5 separate regions of the Mus musculus genome follow, and regions 1, 2, 4 and 5 are each linked to region 3. The links are chromatin contacts, called in public HiChIP or PLAC-seq maps. All regions are on one chromosome and are shown on one strand. The core of a region is the stretch at or near the end of the contact, and the rest is flanking DNA. Distances in the headings are between cores, read along the strand shown.

The links. HiChIP or PLAC-seq counts read pairs in DNA pulled down with a chosen protein or histone mark.
Region 1: a contact with region 3 is called in an H3K4me3 HiChIP or PLAC-seq map of the SCID.adh cell line, with 16 read pairs. The contact joins the promoter of Ythdf2 here to the promoter of Atpif1 in region 3. A contact is called at or near these places in 4 of 39 promoter capture datasets (cranial neural crest, erythroid cells, neural stem cells and 1 more), 6 of 484 Hi-C or Micro-C datasets (the G1E-ER4 cell line, the HPC-7 cell line, bone marrow and 3 more), 11 of 115 datasets of contacts at active chromatin or transcription factors (the SCID.adh cell line, acute myeloid leukemia, bone marrow-derived macrophages and 7 more) and 2 of 9 other capture datasets (adipose tissue and liver).
Region 2: a contact with region 3 is called in an H3K4me3 HiChIP or PLAC-seq map of pro-B cells, with 6 times the contacts expected there. The contact joins the enhancer-like site here to the promoter of Atpif1 in region 3. A contact is called at or near these places in 20 of 39 promoter capture datasets (the 3T3-L1 cell line, 3T3-L1-derived adipocytes, the C10 cell line and 13 more), 3 of 15 datasets of contacts at CTCF or cohesin (embryonic stem cells, large pre-B cells and pro-B cells), 69 of 484 Hi-C or Micro-C datasets (the 63-12 cell line, B cells, the Ba/F3 cell line and 46 more), 17 of 115 datasets of contacts at active chromatin or transcription factors (the 230-238 cell line, the HPC-7 cell line, T-cell acute lymphoblastic leukemia and 9 more) and 2 of 9 other capture datasets (adipose tissue and liver).
Region 4: an H3K4me3 HiChIP or PLAC-seq map of embryonic stem cells shows a contact between it and region 3, with 16 read pairs. The contact joins the promoter of Themis2 here to the promoter of Atpif1 in region 3. A contact is called at or near these places in 11 of 115 datasets of contacts at active chromatin or transcription factors (the 230-238 cell line, the SCID.adh cell line, bone marrow-derived macrophages and 4 more) and 4 of 9 other capture datasets (adipose tissue, embryonic stem cells, liver and 1 more).
Region 5: a contact with region 3 is called in an H3K4me3 HiChIP or PLAC-seq map of embryonic limb bud, with 4 times the contacts expected there. The contact joins the promoter of Gmeb1 here to the promoter of Atpif1 in region 3. A contact is called at or near these places in 4 of 39 promoter capture datasets (the C10 cell line, hematopoietic stem and progenitor cells, neutrophils and 1 more), 2 of 484 Hi-C or Micro-C datasets (CD4 T cells and embryonic stem cells), 11 of 115 datasets of contacts at active chromatin or transcription factors (the 230-238 cell line, the HPC-7 cell line, the SCID.adh cell line and 7 more) and 3 of 9 other capture datasets (adipose tissue, liver and pancreatic islet).

What each region holds. Positions count from the first base shown.
Region 1 is chr4:132,210,945-132,213,644 of GRCm38.p6, forward strand. Ythdf2 (YTH N6-methyladenosine RNA binding protein 2) reads right to left here and starts at 1,312. Exons shown (of 5, transcript NM_145393.4): 1 at 956-1,312; 2 at 488-512. The coding sequence starts at 982.
Region 2 is chr4:132,822,443-132,825,186 of GRCm38.p6, forward strand. No RefSeq gene overlaps it. Among named protein-coding and RNA genes, the nearest start is that of Ppp1r8, 19 kb to the right of the region's middle. Within about 2 kb of position 1,314, at least 21 of the 459 cell types and tissues checked have an H3K27ac peak or open chromatin away from gene starts, as enhancers often do. A contact at or near this core is called in B cells, CD8 T cells, Th1 cells and 3 more, where this site is marked.
Region 3 is chr4:132,533,981-132,536,680 of GRCm38.p6, forward strand. It overlaps Atpif1 (ATPase inhibitory factor 1), which reads right to left and starts at 1,434. Exons shown (of 4, transcript NM_007512.4): 1 at 759-1,434. It overlaps Dnajc8 (DnaJ heat shock protein family (Hsp40) member C8), which reads left to right and starts at 1,579. Exons shown (of 9, transcript NM_172400.3): 1 at 1,579-1,683. The coding sequence starts at 1,606.
Region 4 is chr4:132,794,924-132,797,623 of GRCm38.p6, forward strand. Themis2 (thymocyte selection associated family member 2) reads right to left here and starts at 1,441. Exons shown (of 6, transcript NM_001033308.2): 1 at 1,337-1,441. The coding sequence starts at 1,430.
Region 5 is chr4:132,260,253-132,262,952 of GRCm38.p6, forward strand. It overlaps Gmeb1 (glucocorticoid modulatory element binding protein 1), which reads right to left and starts at 1,297. Exons shown (of 10, transcript NM_020273.2): 1 at 1,239-1,297. It overlaps Gm28874 (a long non-coding RNA gene), which reads left to right. Exons shown (of 2, transcript XR_390809.4): 1 at 1-348.

The DNA of each region.
Region 1 (2,700 bases), core at 62-2,561, 320 kb before region 3:
TGGTTTGAAACTCCGGGGAATAACGATGAGCGCCAGGGCTGAAGCAAGAGCCGGACAGTGAAAAAGAGTCTCCACCCCAGAGCGAGCTGATCTTTTTAAAAGGTCAGTGTATTGGCTCCTTCGAATTTCAATTCCCTCCGGCTTTCTCTCCCCGCTTCCTTCACATGTGAGTGACTTCCAGAAAGTGCTCCACGAGGAGGAAACACAAAGGGCTCCTAAGACCTACGAGAAAACTAAGGACCTGGTGCTTCTCAAAATGCATTCCACCCCCGGCCGCTCATGAATTACTCGTTGTTAACGAAAAAAGCTGCCCGCCAGCTGCAGGGCCACACCAAAAGGGGCGACCGCCCCGCGCGCGGCACCTGCGACCCGAGCGGCTTCGGAAAGGTCCTTTCCCCGGGGCGCGTCCTCGAGCCACCGCCCCCACGGCCCGGCGGACCCCCCTCCCCATCCCGGCCGGCGGCCACCCGGAGGAGCGGGGTCTTACCTTTGTTTCCTTGACCTTTTGGTCTCTGCGAGAGGAGGGGACGTCGCCGAGCAGCAAGTCGTCCGAGAAGAAAACGGAAAAGGAAAGACAAATGAACGCGGGGCCCGAGCAGGGAAGAAAGGAACCGGCCTGGGGGGGACGCGTGGTGAGGGGGAGGCGGGGACGAGCGCTAGGCCGGCGGGGCAGCCCCGGCAGCCCGGCCACCCGGCAGCCACACGAGGGAAAGAGAGGAAACGAGGAAGGGAAGCCCGGGCCGCTACTGGGAGGGAGCGCGGCGCGGCCGGCCCGGCCCGGGGAGGAGCGGGAAGAGCGGGCCGGGCGGGAGACTCAGGGCGCGGCCGGTCTGAGGCCCGAATCCCGAGCCGCGAGAGGCGCCCGCCGCGGCCCGGCCAGGAGCGGCGGGCCCGGGCCTAGTCGGGCCCCGTCTCGCCTCACACAATGGCCGAGACATGCGGGCTGGGCCTGTACCTGCTCCAAGAGGCTGCTGGCCGACATGGCTCTCGGATCCTCACGGGGAACGACGGCGGCGGACTCCTCGTCGGGACAGCGGCGGCGGCGGATGAGCCCCGACGACGGGAGCAGAGGGTGCGGCGGCGGCTTTTGTCCCTGACACTCGGAGCCTCGCCTCGGCGGACGCAGCAGAGACACAGCGCGCGACTCGGGCTCCGGCTCCGATCCGGCGACGCTCTAGGCCGCCGAGCTCAACGCCCGTCTCTATGCTCCGGAGCGCGCGCCCGCCCCCTCGCAGCCCGAATGGGGGAGGCCGAGCGGCAGAGGCGGGCGGCGCGCGCGGCGCGAGCGCTGACTCTCACAGTCGCTGACCCACGCGGAAGGGCCCGGCGCGAAGCATCTCGGGAAGGGAGAGCCGCGCCCGTGGCGCCCTCTGCTGGGCTGGAGGAGCGGAAGCGGTGCGCGCGCGGTCTCCCCGCCCCCACCGCCGCCGCTTTGGGCCTAGGAGCCCTGGGTGGCACCGGGGGTCACCACTGGAGTTTTTTGGCAAACACCTAGAGAATAATTGTTTTGTCTTAAGAAAACACGCAGAAGCCCCTTTCTTAATGGGGCAGAGGCTTCTACTCTGTGTAGGACTTGAGCCCTAACTCATAACTGCATTTGATAACTCTCCCCCAATTTGAAAAGGAACCAGAAGAGAGGTCCTAAGAGCTCACAGGGAAAACTTCATGGAGGTCGGCCCAGAAGACACCCGCGCCCTTCCTTAAGACTATTGTCACCTTCCTTCCTCAGGGACTTGAAAAAAACACCCAGGAGCAGTACTTCCACTAAATATTAAAAAGCCGGCCCTCACTGCCCTGCACACAAGACATTTACCCCTTTGACTTTTGAGGGAGAAAAATATACACTCTCTTTTTTTCAGAGAAGTCAGTGACCCCAAAATAATCTAGTAAACTCTGGACTTTATTCCCAAGAAAAAGACACCTCACCCGTATGCACAGTGTCACACACACTTTCTTGAAGTCTGTTGGACCCTAAGAGGAAATATTCGTGATCTAAGGACTGGAAAATGAACGCTATTCCAGTATGTGCTGTGTGCAGGGCTTTGTCATTAAGTGCTTTCTGACACATTAAATTTAAAGACTTTCAACAAGTTCAAAGTGCCTATCAAACAATGTTACAGCTGGGAAAAGGGAGATTAAGCATGCTGCCAAAGTTATCAAGTTATTAAATAGATCTGTGCTTTTGACACAAAGAACAACATAATATCATTCTTCAACAGCTAGAAAAGAAATCCTGTATTCATGAGCTAAGATTCACTGGAGAGCCAAAGGATGAGCAAAGGCAGGTTTTTTTTTGTTTGTAGGGTTTTTTGTTTGTGTTTTGAGACAGGGTGCCTCTAGCTGTCCTCAAACTCACTAGGTAGACCAGGCTAGCCTTGAACTCAGAATTCTGCCTGCCTCTGCCTCCTAAATGCTGTTATCAAAGGCATGCACCACCAAAGGCATTTTTAATTTAAAAAAAAAAAAATCACGAGCTGGGCGTAGTGGTGCATGCCTTTAGTCCCAGCACTCGGGAGGCAGAGGCAGGCAGATTTCTGAGTTCGAGGCCAGCCCGGTCTACAAAGTGAGTGCCAGGACAGCCAGGGCTACACAGAGAAACCCTGTCTCAAAAAACAAACAAACAAACAAAAAAAAAATCACTCTGGACAAGGATATTTAGTAGTAGGTTTTGCTATTGCAAATGGTAGACACCTGAGCAAT
Region 2 (2,744 bases), core at 64-2,563, 290 kb after region 3:
CGGAGCAAAGAAGTGGACAGGAACTGAGGTAGCTGCTAAGGACTTAAGAGTCAAGGCACTACCCCCCCCCCCTTTGGATTTTCGAGACAGGGTTTCTCTGTGTAGCCCTGGCTGTCCTGGAACTCACTCTGTAGACCAGGCTGACGTTAAACTCAGAAATCCACCTGCCTCTGCCTCCCAAGTGCTGGGATTAAAGGCATGCACCACCACTGCCCGGCTTTTTATTTTTAGAGTCAAGACAATTTTGCTTTGTTTTCCTGCATTGTAGGATTAATGCCCACCCTTTTTGAGATGGGATTTTATGTAGCTTAGGCTGGCCTGGAGTTTACTTCATAGCCCAGGATTGCTTTGAACTCCCTCTCCTCCTTCAGATTTATTTATTATGTACACAGTGTTCTGACTGCATATATCCCTGCATGACAGAAAAGGGTGCCAGATCTCATTACAGATGGTTGTGAGCCACTATGTGGTTGCTGGGACTTGAACTCAGGACCTCTGGGAGAGCAGTCAGTGCATCTTAAATTCTGAGCATCTCTCCATCTCTGAACTCCTGATTCTTCTATCCTCACTCCCCAAAAGCTAGCATTGAAGTTATGTGCTACCGGGGCTGGAGAGATGGCTCAGGGGTTAAGAGCACTGGCTGCTCTTCCAGAGGTCCTGAGTTCAATTCCCAGCAACCACATGGTGGCTCACAACCATCTAGAATGAGATCTGATGTCATTTTCTACCATGTAGGCATACACGCAAATAGAGCACTCACATACATAAATACGTCTTAAAAAAAAAAAAAAAAAGGTACGTGCTCCAACGTCCGGTGTATGTGGTGCCGGGAAATGGAGCTCCATACATCCTAAGCAACCTCTCCAGCAACTAAACTACATTCCCAGGTTCCCACAGACAATAATAATGTTGCTGTAGATGAACCAGAAAAAAAAAAGGGAGGCATGGATGTCAGCACTGCATGTGTCAACAGCAGGTTAGAGCAGAAGCCTCCAACAGAGCCACTGCAGTGGGCAAGGTGTGACAAGGAGTACCTGGAGAGCCTTTTGAGGGTGGTTTTAAACATCTCACCTGCCCCTCCTGGCAGTACCCTTGTCCCAGCGGAGAGCATTCCAAACCCACACCTGACCCAAGCGTGGATTCAGTACTTGAAAGCTTCACCCACCACCAAAAGGCCCAGAGATGGAGACAGATGGGTAGGCAATGGCTACGAGAAAAAAAATTTTAAAAACCGCCGCCGGAGAGATGGCTCAGCAGTTAAGAGCACTTCTGTTCTTCCAAACACCTGTACCTCCAGCTCTAAGGAATCTATTGCCCTCTTCTGGCCTCTGGAGGCACTGCACTTGTGTACACATAACACTTTCTCCACCATAGACACAACCAAGAGGCTAATCATCATCATCATCATCATCATCATCATGAAGGGAACAAAAAATCCTAGACTGTCTCCTGTCCTGGGAATACAAAGGGCAGTGGTGGCAGCGGCAATAGCCAGGAACTGCCTGTGCTGTGGTAGCTATCATCGTGAGCCGTGTGCACTAACCCTTGAGTTCTGTAAAGTGGAGGCAGTCCTCCCTTGGGGCTGCTGGAGACAATGCACAGAAAGCATTCTCTGCAGGGTGCTCAACAGTGAGTCCTTCCCTTCCCTCCTTCCAATGTCCTGGCCTAGCAATTGCCTTAGGAAATTGTATGCTTGCAGAGTGGCTCCAATGGTAAACACAGAGCCCCTCCTGCTGGTGATAGCTGGAACTGCACCCAGCCCCAGTACAGCTAGCTCCCTTTAGGACACAGGCCACTAGACCTTCCCACCCATTACATGCCAGGGCTCACATCCATTGTGTCATGTCATTGCTTCTGCAGAATGAAGTGGCCTCTCCTCCACTTCTTGGCGACAGCAAGTGTCACCCACTTTGGAAGAATTTACAGCTACATTGTTCCTTCTACCTCTGCCAGAAAGAATATAAAATATTCTCTTTTCATTTTTCTAAATAGTTGGACTAATAACTAAATTTGCTAGACAGACAGATGTGGGGAGGACCTAGCACATCTGCCTGTCTCTTACTTGGGAGAGACTCCCCCAGACCAGGGCCAGCCTTACCTGTCATCAGGGTCTCATTCTAGCACAAGTAGTCACTGTCCCACCAGAAATCCCTAGGAGGAAGGTGAGTGTGGGTGAGGTGACATGTGTACACCCTTTTCTGCGTCTTCCTGAATACCTGAGAATGCCTTTTGTACTCTTTAGGAACACTTTTTGAGCTGGACGGTGGTGGCGCATGCCTTTGATCCCAGCACTTGGGAGGCCGATCTCTTGAGTTCGAGGCCTCCCTGGTCTACAGAGCAAGTTTGAGGCCAGCTAGGGCTACAGAGAATCCCTGTCTTGAAAAACAAACAAGCGAGCAAAAAAACCCAAAAAACAAAAAAATATTTTTGAGACACTGTTTTAGCTTTGGGGAATCTAGAACATATTATGTAGATCAGGCTGGCCTTGAACTCTTTAGAGATCTGCCTGCCTCTGCCTCCCAAGTATATATGTATGTGTGTATATTTGCTTGTACATGTGTGCCTGAATGTTTATAGCAGTTGGAGGTCAGAGGACAGCTGTGTGCAGTAGATTTCAGGGATTGAAATCCCACCAGCAGGTGTGGGCAGCAGTGCGCTACCCACTGAGCTCCCCAGTCCTCCTTTTTGAGGCAGTCTTGCTATGTAGCCCCAGTTGGCCTGGAACTTGCAATCTTCCCAACTCA
Region 3 (2,700 bases), core at 184-2,683:
ATGCCTAGGATGCCGACAGCCTGGATATCGACCTCAAACCTCTGTTTATACATATGAAATCGTGTTTATCTCTTAAGAGGTGTTCTTGTTCTTTGGTTATATTGCCACTGCAGTGCCTTCTCTCACCTTAAATGTCACTTTCTCAGAGAAACCCTTCTTTGACCTTCCTAGTCATCCTGACAGCAATTTTTTTTTATCCTTGCTTCTGAGTTCTTTCTCACAGTTTACTTTGTGAAGCCATCAGAGCCTTAGTAGGTAGTGAATTAGTAATTTTGAACTGTATCAATGTGTCGGTGAATGGACCTAATAACTTGGTGACGGGCTACAAGGACACTGAAAAGAACATCAAGCGAACTGGTGGTACAAACCTGTAATCCCAGCACTCCTGAGGCACACAGGAAGAGCTTAATCTAGCTTAATCTAGCCTATTCGACAAAGGGAATTCTGGGCCAGCCAGGGCTTCATAACAAGATCCTGTTTTCAGAAACAAACGAATAAACACCCACACCCCCCCATACACTCCCCCCCCGCACCCCCCCCGCCCCCCACACATAGGGCTAGTGCTGGGCCCCAATGGTGAAAGGAGAGAACGGACTCTTGAAAGTTGTTCTCCCTGACCTCTCCATGTGCATTGTGACACTGTGCCCCCACTAATAAGTAAGTATAATTTTAAAAATTAAATAACAAACTCCAAGCACAGATCCTTATACATGCATGCTCATAATTGCTTCCATCCCATTTTCCGATTTTGTCCCTACCTCAATGAGATCTGTTGTAACTCGGGATGGCCTCAAACTCGCAGTGAAGAAGCCAATTTCTCATCTTTCCGTCTCCACCTCCCCAGAGTTGGGGTTACAGGCATATGTCCAGCTTCATAATACTATTTCACAGTGGTCCAAAGGTGAGAAGACCCCAAATGTTGAACTACTGAAGAGGTCAACAAATCATAGCATAGACATACCTTTGAGGAATTGGATGCCACCATAAAATGCAGTAAAAAAAAAAAAAATTTTTTTGACAGTTTTTTTTTCACAGGCCTGGCTGTCCTGAAACTTACTATAGAGACTAGGCTGGCCCCAAACTCAGAAGATCTGCCTACCTCTGCCTCTGGAGTACCAGGATAGGCTCCACTGGGATAAACTCTTAAAAAACTGGTACATGGTGGTTACCCAGGCCAGTTCCAGCACTCCAGGGAGTCATGTAGATCTCTGTGAGTTTGAGGTCAGCCTGGTCTACAGAGAGAATTCCAGGACAACCAAGGCTACACAGAGAAATCCTGGGTCAAAAAAACCAAAAAACTGTCACATGAAAAAAACCTAAATAAGAATTGTATAAGTAGATTCCATCCATGGGAAATGTCCAGAATAATAATAGGTATATCCAGAGACAACAGATTTCTTTCTGTCAGAGACTGGAGACAACCAGGGCAACACTATGAAACTTTATCCTTATTCTGAAAAACCAAAACTAAAACCGAAAAAAAAAAAAAAGAGGTCTCGGCCCCTTTAAGTTCAGCTGGCGGGCGGGGAGTCCGGGAAGGCGGGCTTGGGTGGTTACGTGAGGCTGCGCTTGCGCAGAACGGTCACGTGGTGGTTAGCCGGGAAAATGGCGGCTTCGGGAGAGAGTGGTGCTTCGGGTGGCGGAGGCAGCACAGAGGAGGCATTTATGACCTTCTACAGTGAGGTGAGCCCGGAGTAAGGATGGTGGCCTTAGGACGACCGTGCTCCGGCTTCGTCCGCCGCGGCTGGGGCCGGCGAGGCGCCTCCTGGGACCGTTGGCCCGCGCCGTCTGGCCTGGGGACTGCGGATCGGCTGCGGAGTGCATGCGCGACCGCCACTGTGGCTACTGAGGTCCCCGGAACGCGGCGGGGCGGCTGGGCCTGTGGACCCAGACCCGGAGAGGGGCCCGGCGAGCTGCTGGTCGCGCGGTGCAGCCTGCTGGCGGTGGAGTCTCCGGCTGGCGGAGGCCGAGCTGCGGCGCACCCACTTTTATTTGTAAACAGGAAGGAGGCCCTTGTCCCACTCCTCTGCCATGAATTGTGCGAGTGGCGATTTCTGCGGTCTTATCAGTGCTGAGCACTGTTCATCGGGACAAGAATGCGTATGTGAACCCTCCATCTTTAACATGACGAACCTCTTAAGAGGGTGCATACGTTCTTGGTGTCAGGTAGGACAGGAGTGAACTTGCTCTGAGCCTTGTTGACATTTGCATCGCCAGTGCCTAATGCGTGGTGGATGTTTCGCATATATCCGTTGATTAAATGAATGAATAAACTGAGTTAAAGTTAGCTATCTGGCGTCAGAGGCCCACATATTGCGTTCTCGCAAGGCAATTAGCCTAACTGCTGTTGAAATTTCAAGACATCAGTTCCCACACTGGCAAGTTAACATTGTAAGAGTTTTCACGACGATTAAAGGGTTTCGTGTATAAAAAAGCAGCTTGAAAATTATAAAGCAGTCGTTTTCGAATTAAGTACTTTCTGGTAGCCCAGGTTGGACCCTCTTGCTTCAGCCTCCAAAGTGCTGGGACCAGAGCCATTATCTCTTGTGCTTATAAGAATACTTGTAAGCCGGGCGATGGTGGTTCATGCCTTTAATTCAGCACTTGGGAGGCAGAGGCAGGCGGATTTCTGAGTTCAGGGCCAGGCTGGTCTATAGAATGAGTTCCAGGACAGCCAGGGCTACACAGAGAAACCCTGTC
Region 4 (2,700 bases), core at 191-2,690, 260 kb after region 3:
CAAGTCCTTCCACTTCCCATCACCCCAGGTCATAGCAGATGAGGAAACTCGGGTATTGTGACACAGGTAAGCAAGAGACGCTGGGAGGATGTTCTGAGCTGGAGAAAAGAATGACCAGGCTCCCAGAGTCCCACTTCAGGGACCCATCAGATTCCGATGGACCAGAGAGACTCACTGTGGTGGCCCTTGTGTGATCCTCCTAGGTCAGTCTATAACCCGCTTGGCCATCAGAACACTTTGCTGGCAGCTGCTGTGGCAGAGCCTGGCTCGCTCACTCCAGGGAGTAGAATGAAGCAGGCATCCATGAGACAGCTTGCTGTCTGAGGGAGGAGCCCTGAATCTCAGCATCTCCCTCCACTCTCGCCTCTGCCCTCCACAGAGCAGCCCGGTCGGTCCCTTTTCTTCCCTCCCTTACCCAAGTGGTCAGTCCCTGGTCACATGTTATTTGGCCAGTAACTGGTGGCTGTGTCCTGATATGGCCATCTCTTCTCTGCTATGGGTTGCGGAAAGCCATGGGCAAGGAGCAAATGTACAGGCAAAAAGCGGGGAAGGATCCCCCTGGTAGGAGGACCACTCCATCTGAGAATCCAGCAGAGGAACAGAGAGACTCAGAGGCAAGGAGCAGAGAGTTCAGCGGGAGGGCTGATCTGGTGCTAAAATAACGAACTGGAATATATCTTAGTGGTGAGAGCTCAGGGTCCTGGGTTGGATCCTTGCAGAAAGGGAAAGAAGATAATAAAAGAGAACGGAGGGAGGGAGCAAGAAAGAAAAATGAACAGTGAACCAGGCATGGCAAATTCAGGCAGAGGCAGACGGATCGCTGCAAACTTAAGGCCAGCCTGGGCTACAAAACAAGGTCCTCTCAGAACAACCCCAATAACGACAGTGAGCACCCTAGTGCCTGTCTGAAACGATGGACGAGTTATCCCCACTTATTTGTCCATTTATTGTTATAATTGTTCTTGTTGCTTGAGACAGGATTTCCTAGGCTGTTCAGATCGCTCCTGCCTAGCTGCCACACAATTTCTGTTAGCATTACCGAGGAGCCTCAGTTGAGAAAAAGCCTGAGTTAAACTCAGGACTTCTCATCACCCATGGGACAAAAGCTGAAGAGCAGGGAGGTGGCGCCTTTTGGTGCGGATTCATAAAACTTCGGACAGCAGCGTCTGAACTCAACCCCAGATCCCTCAGGGTCTAACTCTGTAGCCCAAACTGACCTGCAATCACTTTATAGAACAGGCTAGCTTCGAACTCATCCTCCCGCCACAGCTCCCCAGTGTTGGCATTACAGGCATGACCCATCATACCTAGCTCCTTCCACCCAGAGCCCGCTCACCCTCAAAGTAGACTCCGGAGCAGACCCGCAGCACGCGCGGAAGGGAGGTGGGGTCCAGGCCGCTCACAAAGTCCTGCAGCGGCACCGGCTCCATGGTCGCGTTCCGACTAGATTTGCTCAGACTGATCGGCAGCTTGCAGAGGACAGTCCGGAAGCCACGCCCACCGAGGCCACGCCCCTCAGGTCGGGAGCCCTACAGGGTTCTCTGAAGCGCCCCGAACTCTTGAATGGGGACTTTATTTCCCCTGACCTGTCTCTTCATCTCTAAAATTGAATCTTTTCTTAAGGTTTCTAATGTGATAAAACACCATGACCAAAAGCAACTTGGGGAGGGAAGGGTTTATTATCTTACAACTCTGGGATCACAGAGGTTAGTCAGAACAGAAACTCCGGACAGATAGAGAGAGATAAAGGGACTGGGACTGGTACAAGCCATAAAGAAACACAGCTTACTGGTTTGCTCAGTTTGCTTTCTTACACAACTCAGGACCACCTGCCCAGGGTTGGCACTACCTACACCCTATGGGCTGGGCCCACCCACACCAATCATAAGTGGAGAAAATGCACTACAGGCTTGCCTACAAGCAGTCTGATGGAGGCATTTCTCAACAGAGGTTCCCAGATAATTCTAACTTGGGTCAAATTGACCAAAGAACAACCAGGACAATTCCCACACCTTTCTTTACTTGGCTCCATCGAACAGATCTAACATCAAGACTTGATAATTTTTTTTTTTTTTTTTTTTGAGACAGGGTTTCTCTGTATAGCCCTGGCTGTCCTGGAACTCACTTTGTAGACCAGGCTGGCCTCGAAGTCAGAAATCCGCCTGCCTCTGCCTCCTGAGTGCTGGGATTAAAGGCGTGTGCAGTTACACCTGGCAAGACTTGATAATTTGATACCCAGAGGTCTGGTGTGTGTGTGTGTGTGTGTGTGTGTGTGTGTGTGTGTGTGTGTGTATGTATGTGTGTGTGTGTGTGTGAGAGAGAGAGAGAGACAGAGAGAGAGACAGAGACACAGAGAGACAAAGACACAGAGACACAGAGACACAGACACAGACACAGAGACATAGAGACAGACCCGAGACAGAGACAGACAGAGAGAGTATCCCTTAGCACAAATTGTACTTAAATTACTGTGTAGCTGAAGATGACCTTGAACTTCTGATCTTCCTTCTTCCACCATCTAAAATGAGTGTGGTCACACACACTTTATTAGATGCTGAGGACTAAACCTAGGGCTTCATGGATTCAAAGCAAACACTCTACTAAGTGAGCTGCATCCTCTGCCTTGTTTTGGGTTTTTGAGGCAGGATTTCACATAATCCACTGTGTAGCTGAGAATGGCTTCCTTAGACTCCTGATGCT
Region 5 (2,700 bases), core at 47-2,546, 270 kb before region 3:
TGTTTGAAGGAATCAAGGAATACGTTTTTAAAAGTCACCCCTCTAAGAGTGTAAGAAATCAAAACAGGGCCCAAACTAACCCAACAAAGCTCAAATACACCTACTCAATGAACTTAAGTATAAAAGAAAAACAAGTTATTATATGGTTGAAAAATTAGAAGCGTTAGGCCCAAGCTCTTATGAAAACGTTCCATAATACTAGCCAAGGAAAGGGGGCTGGGCAGATGGCAAGAGTGTACAGATGTGGAGAAAACCCCTACTTCCTGGTTCTCCTAGAGTCAGTAACAGGTCGCATTTTGAGAGCTCAGGGTTTCCTTGCTCCTTGGACAGCCAGGTCAAGACCCTCGGGTAAGATTCTGCCCACATTTCTCTTGCCTCTCAAACCGAGGACACCTGGCCAATTCCCTGTCATTTCTGAAAGCAAGGGGTACCCTCTTCCCAGCAAGTACCTTCTCACTAACCCCATAACCTTAGGCTTCCCTCGTCTCCTGACGCAGGAAACCACCCTACTCTCCACCTAGCCACCGGAGGCCCTCCACTCTGAAGCCCTCACGGGGACCCTTCTCCTTCTTACTGCCCTTCATCTTGGGAAGGACGCTGCCTCCTCTCCTAAGCCCTCCAAAGGACCTTCCTCCTCCTCCTCCTCCTCCTCCTCCTCTCCAGGTCTGGTGGCCCAGGCCTCTCCCCTCGGGCGAAGGCTTGACCCTATTCCCTGCACCCCACCCCCACCCCAGCACGCCGCCCTCTCCCCCGACCCGGCCCGACCCAGGCCTGACCCAGCTCCTCCGCGCAAGGCCCAAGCTCCCAAACCCCGTATTTTTGGGGTGGGGAGGGATTCCCCTGGCCCCTCCGCGAGGACTTCCGGGCCCCTCGGTCCGGGGGCGCCGAGCCTTCCCCACCCCCCCAACCCCCGCCCAGTACGGGGTTCGTAGGACCCGGAGCCTAGGCCCGGCCGGCCACGCTGGGGGCGGCCCGGCGGCTCGGGCGGACCCAGCGGCAGCGTCCCCCCACCCCCCCCGCGGCGCCGCGACGTCCGCTCGCTCCCCGGCGGCGGCGGCGGCACGCACAGGGCGTGGGGAGGCGCCCGCGGAGGCAGCAGCCCCCCGCCCCCTGCGCGCCCGCCCGCCCTCGCCCTCGCCCTCGCCGTCGCCGTCGCCGGCCGCCGCGCGGCCCCCGCGCCCGCCCCCCCCCGCCCCCAGCCCTCGCCGCGCCGCGCGCCCACCCCTCCCCCTCCTCACCGTCTCCGTCGGGCGGGCGGGCGGGCGGCGAGCGGCCAGGGCGGGCGGGCGACGGAGCATGCGCACAAAGCCGCCACGGCGGCCGCCGCCACCGCCGCCGCCAAGCCGGGCTCCAGCACTTCCGGCCGCCGCGGCGGGCGAGCCGGCGCCTTAAAGGGGACGCGTCCTTATTGCGGGCCGCGCAGGGGATACACCTCCCCCCTCAGCCTAGCGATTTAGGGGAGCCTGAGAGCTTAGGCCTTCGGTCCTAGAAAGGCAGTGTTGGAGAAGTCGCGGGAGGCCCCAGGGGACTGAATAAGGTTTAGATGCAGAGGTCATCTCGCCCTGACTCTTGTGGAGGACTAGGGCTTTTCTTTCTCCAAATCCTCTTTATTGACGCTTACAATTTATCAGGATTTCAGGTTACCAATGTGGAATGAAAAGATGCTGCTGAGCATAGATAGTAACCCCTTCCCGCGTCCAAACCATGGCTCTTTGCGCAGGTTTTCCTGCTTGTCCGGGTTCGGAGTTCAAATTTGAACTTCCTTGGAACCGGTACAACAACTGTGCAGTGACTTGACAACTCTAAGCCACCTATTTCCCGAAAGGTACATGTCGTTCATGTACAATGAAATGATACTTGAAAAGTACTTGGGCAAGTTTCTGAGGCCGGGGAATAGTAACTGACAAGCTTTAAGGCAATGTGGTCAGGCCTTGGGGTTAGATGCTTTTGGTTTATAAATTCCTCAGAGCCACCTTACTCTTTCATTCTCATCTTTGAAAGTTAAACAGGAACGTCGGCACGTGCTGGTGGTACACGCTTTTAATTCCACAATTCCTGTCTAGCCTGGTCTACATAGTGGGTTCTAGGCCAGCTGTGGCTACATAATGAGACCTTGTCTCAAAAAAAAAAAGCAAGCCAAACGTAGAGATGAGGGGTGTGAGGAGGGAAGTAGGTCGGTAGGTAGAACACGTGCAGAAGACCCACAAGGGTTATTTCCCATCTTTCTTCCTATAGACATTGTGTTGTATCTGTCTTCTTTGCTTCCAAAGGGCAGGTTGTGGGCTGTGTGTGTGTGTGTGTGTAGAGATGGCACGTTGGGTGCAGGCTCCTGACCACCTGAGTTCCACCACTCGAACCTACATAGTGATTTTTTTTTTTTTTTTTTTTTTAATTGAGACAGGGTTTTCTGTGTAGCCCTGGCTGTCCTGGAATTCACTTTGTAGACCAGGCTGGTCTCGAACTCAGAAATCCGCCTGCCTTTGCCTCCCAAGTGCTGGGATTAAAGGAGTATGCCACCACTCTAAATGTGATTTTTAAAAAAGATATATAAGTGTGTGAGAGCGGGTTTTTTTTTTTTAAGATTTATTATATGTAAGTACACTGTTGTCTTCAGACACTCCAGAAGAGGGCATCAGATATTGTTACAGATGCTTGTGAGCCACCATGTGGTTGCTGGAATTTGAACTCAGGACCTTTGAA